2 separate regions of the Siniperca chuatsi genome follow, and region 1 is linked to region 2. The links are chromatin contacts, called in public Hi-C maps. All regions are on one chromosome and are shown on one strand. Each heading gives the region's core, a stretch centred on a gene start, on an enhancer-like site or on the middle of the called end of the contact. The rest is flanking DNA. Distances are from core to core; before and after follow the strand shown.

Region 1 (4,642 bases), core at 1,452-3,951, 150 kb before region 2:
AAAGCAGAGAAAAATTATTTCCTATTATGGTCAATGTTGAAATACTGTAAAGTATGTATTGCAGTAGCTCATAAGCATCCTAAGTGGATATAGGGAACCCAAGGGATTGCAAACAGGAAGTCACTGACAAAACAATATTAACGTTAAGATAATTTGTTTTCCCCACTTTGTTTAAATTAGCATTTACACATTAAGAAAATGCTGTAGCCCTTATATCCAGGACTGCAAGTGTTTGATATTCTTGATTTGTCTGACAATTACTTTTCCAATTACTCAGTTAATTGTTTAGGTCTGTAAAATGTTGGGGATAAGAGAAAATGCACAAATTTTTCAATTTACAGTCATGTGAAACAGAAAAGGGCAAAGATGCTTAAACAGGCTAATGTTTAATGTTTTACAGAGCTGAAACAATTAGTCAAGTAACTGACAAGTTGGCATCAATTTTGATAAGCAATTATAATCGTGTAACAGTAATTTATCAAATGAAAAATTATGTGCTTAAGGTTACATAATTTTCAATTACTCAAACGTGAGGGTTTCCTGCTTTATTTGTGTTTTCTATCATTGTGAACTTAAATCTTTGGGGTTTTGACGGTTTGTCAGACAAAACAAGTAATTCAAAGACCTCACCTTGGAGCTTGTGATGGGCCAAACAATTCGTCAAAAATTATTGACAGATTAACAGACGATAAACAATCTTTAGTTGAAGACCTAGTATTTATTCTTTTTAACGGAGTCAATTAGCAGATTACCAAAGTTTAACCGATTAATGTTCTGTCAAACGATTAGTCGATTAACTGTTTCGGAAACTTGAATTACATCCCGGCGTCTATGAAAAAAGAGGGAATTTTAATCTGTGCTAAATCACTCACGTAAACACACGAGAAAAGGAAAAAATATCAATATATGTTGGTCATGCGGTAACGTTAGGGGGGACTGACTGCTGCTGCATTCACTTAAGGCGCGGGCAAACACTAGCATTCGCATGTTGTGCAGTGAGGCCTACTCGACCCTACAGGCCTCAAGAGGAGCCTAGCGTGAGCCGCGTAAGCTAGGTAAGACAACGTTTTACCTATTAGGTTAATAGTTCAGGATACTCACTCAGGTGGAAACAGTTTGAGCTCTTCTATGTTTCCGAGGAATCCAAACAGAGTCCTCATTTGTTCGGATGTTGTGCTCGGGGAGACATTTGTCACCTGAATGACGTGCGTGTTGGAATTCATGTTCGCGAGAGCTAATCAAGCTAGCTCGCTTTATGCTAGCAACGTGCCTGAATTTAAAACAAAAAAAGTCGAGCTAGGTATCGTTTACGAGGAAAACAACATCAGGCGAATGCAAAAGCTAGCATCTTTCCTGTAGATAAACGGTGTTTAACGTTTGCTGCGGACAAGCACACGACGGCCGCGAGCAGAGCGCAACAATGCCGCTGCCGAAAATGTCGTGAGGCAACGATGCTGCTTTCACGTGCAGTTTGTAAGCTCGTACTTATGAATTTTACCCCAGCAAACACGCATTGTCCCATTCAAGTGGAGAAGAGAAAAGAAGTAATGAGATCCTTTAGCGAAGTAAAAGTAGTAATATCCCCATTTACAAATACTCTTAGCATCATATCTTAGGAGAAGAATAACCAGTTTATTAATCCCCTTGGGGGAAATGACACTTTTTTTCACTCCATTGTTATTTACACACTCACAGACATGCAGTTGTTGGGGAGAGGTGTTAGAGTGATGGGGCTGCCACACAGTCAGGCACCCCCGAAAGATAATATTGTGTTTTATATGTAAAATCTATAACCTGACTGATATTGTTTTTTTTTAGGCTGATACTGATGTCAATATTTGTGAGTTTAAAACATCCAATAACGAAATGTCAGCAGATTATTTTTTTTTTTTGCATAAACACATAACATTAAAAACAATTTTGATACAAATCCCTTAGATTTTCTATGAATCGTGACTTTAGCCCCTTTCACGTTGGACAAAACCCCCCACTAACATCTGGCTTTTGTCTTCAGTGGGAAAGGGTACAATCAGCATTCATTCCCGGGTCAAATTACTTTGCAGTAGTCACGGCTATTTATCGGCTCCAGCTCCGATTGGCAGTGATAGAAACATGACACCCGGGTAGACACGCTAATTTTCGCCTGGATGGCGCATAAATAGCCAAGAATTATTTATTGTTTTTTACAGTCTATGGGAACAACGTTACTGCAATTTCTTGTTACTTAGCGGCAGACATATACACCAATACTGATATATTTTCAATAAGCTAGTATCGGCTGATATATCGGCCTGTTTATCGGTCTAGCTCTAGTAAAATACTATAACTATAGCTGTCAAATAAAGTATAATATTTGAGTAAATGTACTTAGTTGACTTCCACCTATGATACTGCATCATGTGCAGTATATGATCAATTGTTTATGTTATTGTTTTTTCTGTTTTTAACTATAACAGTTAGAAGAAACAACCTGAACAGCTATTTATTTTCAGACAATGTTTGGGATACAAAATGAAGTTTTTGGTAATTCTAAATACTGAGTAGAATCTATCAGACACGATTTAAAAGTGTGATTCAAACTGTAGAATCTTAAATGAACACAAACGGGGGGGGAAATATCGTTAATTAAAAATAAAGAAATTAATAAATGAACATTAAATTCCTTTACAGCCAAGTCTCATAATTTCTGAGTCTTTCATATGTCAAAATCACAACTGACATTTTGTCCAACTGTACCTGAAGGCAGCATGGCTCGGAATACGGCTGTACCCAAAGTGGGTGTGGTTAAGGTTGTGTCACAGTATTTTGTTGCTAGGCTGCTAGCTAGTGCTTTCTCCAAAAGGTCTTTTTTTGTGCCGTTTTTCCTTTCGAAATCACAAAGCCATGCAAACACCGTAATAGTTTAAAAACGACAGATGTATGGAAAAGATACATCGGTAATTTTAGACAATCAAACCGTGCTTGGCTTTGTGCTCGGGTTAAACAAACAGCGTTAGAGGGCAACTCAACGACCCACATCTAGGCGCTAAGTCGTTACTTGCTAACTTAGCATCCTCGTTGCCAGTTGGCATGTCAACAGGTTGCTGTAGTGTTTGTTACTGCAGATATTTTGATTGTATGGCTTCCCATGAACGTAAACGGTGTCGTTAAATGTCGGTGTAACGTTAGCTAATGTTGTATTGCTTCGAAAACGTGAGGATCCAGTAACTCAGGACGGTATAATCCCCGAACAAGCTGTCAGGATGGAACTGCAGAGATCAGCGACATGAGACAGGCAAGTAGATGCACTTCTGCCCTTTTTTCTGTTAAGGTGAATTATATTTTTTGCATGTGCATGGTAACAACAGGAGTTTAGCTTTGTAGGCGTCAGTGTGTACGGGGCAACACTGGCGCGAAATGTATGAAAACACTGCCCGCAGAGCTCTGGGAAACCAGTATTATGTATGATATATAGAGAGGCAAAAGTGTAATTGGCAATGCTTAAAAAACAATATGTAAAATATGACTAGAATAGAATAAAAAACAACAACCATAAAAGGAGCACCCCATTTCCATCTTTAAACTGCTTAGTTAAAAAAGCATGTATTGGGATAGTGTAATAGTAGGAAGAGAGAAGAAGCGGTGATTACCCACAGCTGAAATGATATCAATTAAATTGGCTGTTTTGTTTATACCTGAGTTGGCCAGTACAGGAAATTATTCAAAGTGAAGTTTGGATTGTAATAAAGCTGTGGATGTCAAACCGTTTGGTATGGGGAGCATTTAAAAAGGATGTTTTGAAGTTTTCTTTTCAGTTTAACAAAAAATACAAGGAATGTTTTCAACACTAAATCTTTTTTTGCTAAAATTCAGTGACTGAATAAATACTTGTAATTATTTTAAAGTCGGTGTATAGGTAACATGCCAGAAGGACTAAAATGAGCATTCTTTCTCTTACAGGAAAATGTTGGCAACTTATAAAAAATAACTATGAACTGGAAGGACACAAAATGGTGAATGTTTTCCCATGTACACCCCCATTCTCATGACACCAACAGGGAGATATGGGCATCCTAAGACTGGTAGCCAGAATCATGGGTAGGATCAGTACTTTCAGGTCCTATCAGTTTGTGCTTCTCCTGGCTGCTGCACTTGCTGTTGTAGCTTTTTACTACTTTGGCTCAGAGAGGCAGAACTTCTCCAGCACCACAAAGAGGATCAAGCACACCCAGGCCAGCCACAACACCAACAGAAACGATGCAGACCTAACTGTGGACACTGGGCTCTCACACCCAGCTGGGTCTGAGGAGCAAGGAGAGGAAGAGCGAGATGTAGGTGGAGAGAGCGAGGGATTCATGTCCAGGAAAAGGGACGGTGACGCTGCTGACCAACGCTACCACGCACTCATGATGTTCACCAAGGTGGACAAGAGCCGGAGCCTGCAGGACAAGTTCAGGGTGGCCATGTTGTCTATGGTTAAGCACGGAAACTTCCTGGAAGGAGAGGTGTTGGTTCTTCATTTTGTGAGCGACCAGGCCAGCAAAGAACTGGGAGAGAAGATGTTGCAGGAATTTCTCCTTGATGCAACGTTTAAGTATGAGGTAGGCAGTCTTAAAATGTGTTTGCACCACACCATAGCTCTGTTATCTATTGATTTCAAGAT
Region 2 (4,240 bases), core at 61-2,560:
ACAAAACAATGCGTCAGAGGCGCCCAGAAATGCCTAAATTATTCAGGCAATTTCCTGCACCTTTACCTCCTCAAAGCCATTAATGAGCGCAGGGGGCTCCTGGTTGCTCTCTATGGAGGATTCGCTCCCCGTGCTCTCTCCAGAGAGAAGTCTGGTGACTCTGAGATCAGCTTTCAGTGTCTGCACATCGTTTCCTATGCTCATCTCTCCTAAATCATTAATAATCTGAGTCAACTCCTGTTTACCGTTGGCTACACAATCATCGTCCGTGTCTAGAATGTCCTCACACTCAAAGTGCATCGCTTTCTCCTCCTCCTCCTCCCCGACCAAGTCCTCTGTGATAGAGCCCAGCTTGGGCGCGCTCCGGCTGCGCTCCACCGGGGGTTTGTAGTAACACTGTCCGTTCAGCAGCTTCCTGAGGGGGACCAACGGGATGGTTTGTTCCCCTATGAGCTGCTGCTGCTGGTGCCTGGCATCGTCCCTCCGTTTTAGTCTTTTGAACTCAGCCAGGGCCGTGGCCGAGGTCTGGTACAGCAGCAGCGCCATTGCCTTTGCCTTCTCCGGCTTGGACACCAGCACTGCGTGGCAGCGCAGCATCACGGCCTTGTGCTTCATTTCGTGCCTGTAAATCCAGGCGAAAATCTTGGGTAGCCTCGGGTCCGCGACGCAGTAGGTTATCCGGTGCAGCAAGTACAAGTGTCCCGGCCTCCTGACCTTGTCGTCCACATGCACCATCCGGATGCCCTGCGAGCTGATGGTCAGTCTCATCTTGGTGCCGTTCTTGCCCATTTCGCTTTTGCCCCAGATCTTGCTCACCGCTACGTCCGTGCAGCCGTCCCCTTTGGACTGAATGGTGGTGGCATTCCCCAGGTAGAGCACCGTATATGTGGGGTCCTCGCTGGTGATCTTCACCTTTTTCCTCTTTGACTTGAACATGCTGCCCACCCTGTTGAGCGCGCTCTCGGGGCAGGACTTGGCGAAGGAGGTGAGCGCAGAGTAGTTGAGACTCACATAACCCTTCTGCTTGGACTGCTTGTCTTCCTCAATCAGGTCGAACTTATTCTTCTTCCAAGGCAGCATTTTATTGCTGTTTCCAGTCAACAGCAACAAAGTCTACTGAGAGAGGAAGGAAAAAAAAACTTTGTATTACTACTAAATCCTAGAAGTGTTTATTGCCCTGTTAGGTCATTTATAAGCTACTCTATGAGAACTGAACGCAAAGACACTGTACTTCATCTGTTCATCCTCTAAAGTGTGCTGGTCCATTGTGGTGTTCGCCGTCCTCTCTCAATGTGCACAATACAGTCTGCTGTGCAGAGACAAGCTTCACGGATTATATACAGGAAGAAACCATTTGAATGTGACTGTAGGGGGGACTGAACCAAATGAGAATAGACCTGTTGGTTTGTGTTGACTGTGTTCCTCGATATAATCTTTCACATTTGCCCGCTGTTTCCAAATGGCTGCAGAATAATTTTGTATACAGTTAATATTAATGATTTGAAAATAAATGAAATAAAAACGATTACAGGCACAAACATTGACAAATTAGCTGAATGCAACAGTTACACAATGATTTAGTAGCGTAACTTTATTACCATTCCTTGACCATTATAGTGATATTACAATAGATAAAAACATAAGAAATATATTTTTTTAAAATGAAAATATAAAATCACCACTGAGTGCAAAGTAACAAAGTCCGTATACATTTACAATTACCGTTATTTTAACGTCTTAAGCATAATTTAAGATAAGCAATGTCCCCTTTAATATATTTTCTAAAAATTCAACCTGACATTTGAAGTGTATCCTCCTTCTGAGATGAAACCAACACAATCACCATCAACAATCTTTTGTATCTCACTTAAACGCAATTTTAACAATAAAAACCATAAAGTGATGAGAATGAAAGGCATTGATTTTATGTCAAATTGAGAAATATAATATAAAGTAATATATAGTCAAATATTTACAATTTCAGTCAGTTCATCATTTTGGTATATGTGGAAGGTAGGAGAGTCATTTTGACACTGCTGTGTTATGCTGCCATCGTTTGGTTGATATCAGAAGTGCGTTTGTTGTGTTTGTGTGATGATGGAAACTGATTTACTTGTTACTTTGGGCAATACTAACTTTTGATTTGTGAATTTTAATGTACTTTACAACTATATTTATGAAGACTGTATTCATATTCATTTGACTGTAAAACTGACCCTAGGTAGGCATAAGGAACTAATATTGGCACTGTCCGATTTTCTTCAGGGCACATTTGATAGCTGGACAGACAATGGACCGTACCATAGCTACGTCACTATAGATGCTTACAATAAAGCAGATATTATGTTGAGTTTTTTAGGGATGGATTATTCAGATATGATATGTCAATTCGTAATTACTTAAATTAAATATATTAATTTCTAAGTAGTTGAAGTCTATTCTTCCGGACATGAGACTCGATTGGTTTGTCCCACTTCCGGTTCTTACGACGACAACAACGGAGTGCACATGGGGCACAGTAGCTAGTGATAGCTAACGTTTTTGCTCCTTTCCGATATATATATTATATTACCGTGTTTTATGTGAAGTGACAACATCAGAAGTTAGTATGGGTAAGAAGAAGGCAGGCGGAGGAGGAGGACTGGGCAGAGCTCTGATAAAGGAGAGACTCCAGGCAGGCCGAGGAAACAAGAGGGGCGACTCATGGGTAAGACATGGCAACAACTAGCTTATATTAAACCTGTTTAAACAAATCATAGAGGTCGCTGTTCATAATATGGTATTAAGTTCAACTTCACTGTTGGCCCTGTTTGAACTGTCACTCAACTTCTTCACTATACGTAGGGTTCGGCAGAGTTGTCAATAGTTCTGAAAGGATGGTATGTTGCTTACACCAAACTCCCTTAAGAAAATGTCATTTTGTCGCTGCTTTGCATATTGGGGGCGTTAAGTACATAATGTAATACATGATAGTAATAAATAGGTTCCTGTTGTAAATTCGGCATTGAGATTAATTATATATTAGCATTATTTTTACCGCACAATCTGCAGATTATTAGAGCTGGTTCATACTACTATCATTACCCACAGTATGTTTGCATGCTAAGACAATTATGGGAAAAGATACTACCATGAAAGCTATTTTGGCACAACTCAACAGAGTTAAAGTATGTGACACTCAGTGTGTATTGCAGATTTTTAAGTACTCACTATAACCCTAGACTAATGTGTGGGTTGTTATTAATGCAGGCCTTATTTGACCCTTGTTTCACATTTGCAGCTCCACACCAGTGAGCTGAATGATGGCTATGACTGGGGACGGCTGAACCTGCAGTCAGTGACAGAACAGAGTTCCATGGATGACTTTCTGGCCACTGCCGAATTGGCAGGAACAGAGTTTGTTGCAGGTAAGTAATACCTAATTTAACTCATATATGTAGTTCTTGGGTTGTATGTTGTACATGTATGTTGTGGCCAAAGATTGTCAATAATTTTTACTTGGCAAGCATGGCAAGGTGTACTCATAGCCTCAATACATGCCGTTCTCTTACATGGTTGTTGTATGTAAACAATGTATCAAAGCAAATTTTGGGTTGTACCTGTTGGTACTGTGTTGTATGCAGCTGCAGTGTCTATCTACTGGATTCCACTCTGTTTCGTATGTATAAGATTGACTTATTGCTCATGTCTTAATACTCTTATCATTGAGAACTGTTGGTTGTGCCTCACCCTCACTGTCTAGAGGATCATAGATACATTTTTGTGTTCTGGAGGAAGTTGGAATTTGGGCAGCAGCTTTGAGAGTGTTCGAATATATTTAGTCTTAATTGTTACTGTGTTATCCACTGCACGTCTGTCCTTTGATCCCACTGCTGTCTCTGACTGTTTCTTGCTTTGTTTTCTCAGAGAAACTCAACATCAAGTTTGTGCCAGTGGAAGCCAGAGCAGGCTTATTAACAGCTGAGGAGAGAACCAGGTTGGAGAAGCTGCATGAAGACAACAAGCATTTCCTCAGAATTCCTCGACGGTAAGTAGAACAGATTTAGTTAATTGTTGTGATATTGCTGCACTGTGTTTTGCATTTTCAATTTTTGTGATATCTCTCTCCCAATTTTAAGCCCACACTGGGATGACAGCACCAGTCCAGATGCGCTTCAGCAAGCAGAGAAAGACAGCTTCTTGGAGTGGAGACGAGAGCTTGCAAAGTGCGTAATATTCTGTAAACTTTGCTCTTACAAAG

Evidence for each region. A called contact is a pair of places that touch in the nucleus more often than the background predicts.
Region 1: a contact with region 2 is called in a Hi-C map of liver, with 3 times the contacts expected there. The contact joins the promoter of xxylt1 here to the promoter of fam43a in region 2. A contact is called at or near these places in 3 of 3 Hi-C or Micro-C datasets (liver, skeletal muscle and an unstated tissue).

What each region holds. Positions count from the first base shown.
Region 1 is chrLG6:14,426,667-14,431,308 of ASM2008510v1, reverse strand. It overlaps xxylt1 (xyloside xylosyltransferase 1), which reads left to right and starts at 2,701. Exons shown (of 5, transcript XM_044201116.1): 1 at 2,701-3,274; 2 at 3,940-4,580. The coding sequence starts at 4,044. It overlaps LOC122878377 (serine/arginine-rich splicing factor 11-like), which reads right to left and starts at 1,464. Exons shown (of 12, transcript XM_044201111.1): 1 at 1,102-1,464. The coding sequence starts at 1,223.
Region 2 is chrLG6:14,279,711-14,283,950 of ASM2008510v1, reverse strand. fam43a (protein FAM43A) reads right to left here and starts at 1,310. Exons shown (of 2, transcript XM_044201109.1): 1 at 1,232-1,310; 2 at 1-1,113. The coding sequence starts at 1,080. The coding sequence ends at 43. It overlaps lsg1 (large subunit GTPase 1 homolog), which reads left to right and starts at 2,456. Exons shown (of 14, transcript XM_044201105.1): 1 at 2,456-2,707; 2 at 3,281-3,407; 3 at 3,907-4,027; 4 at 4,119-4,205. The coding sequence starts at 2,609.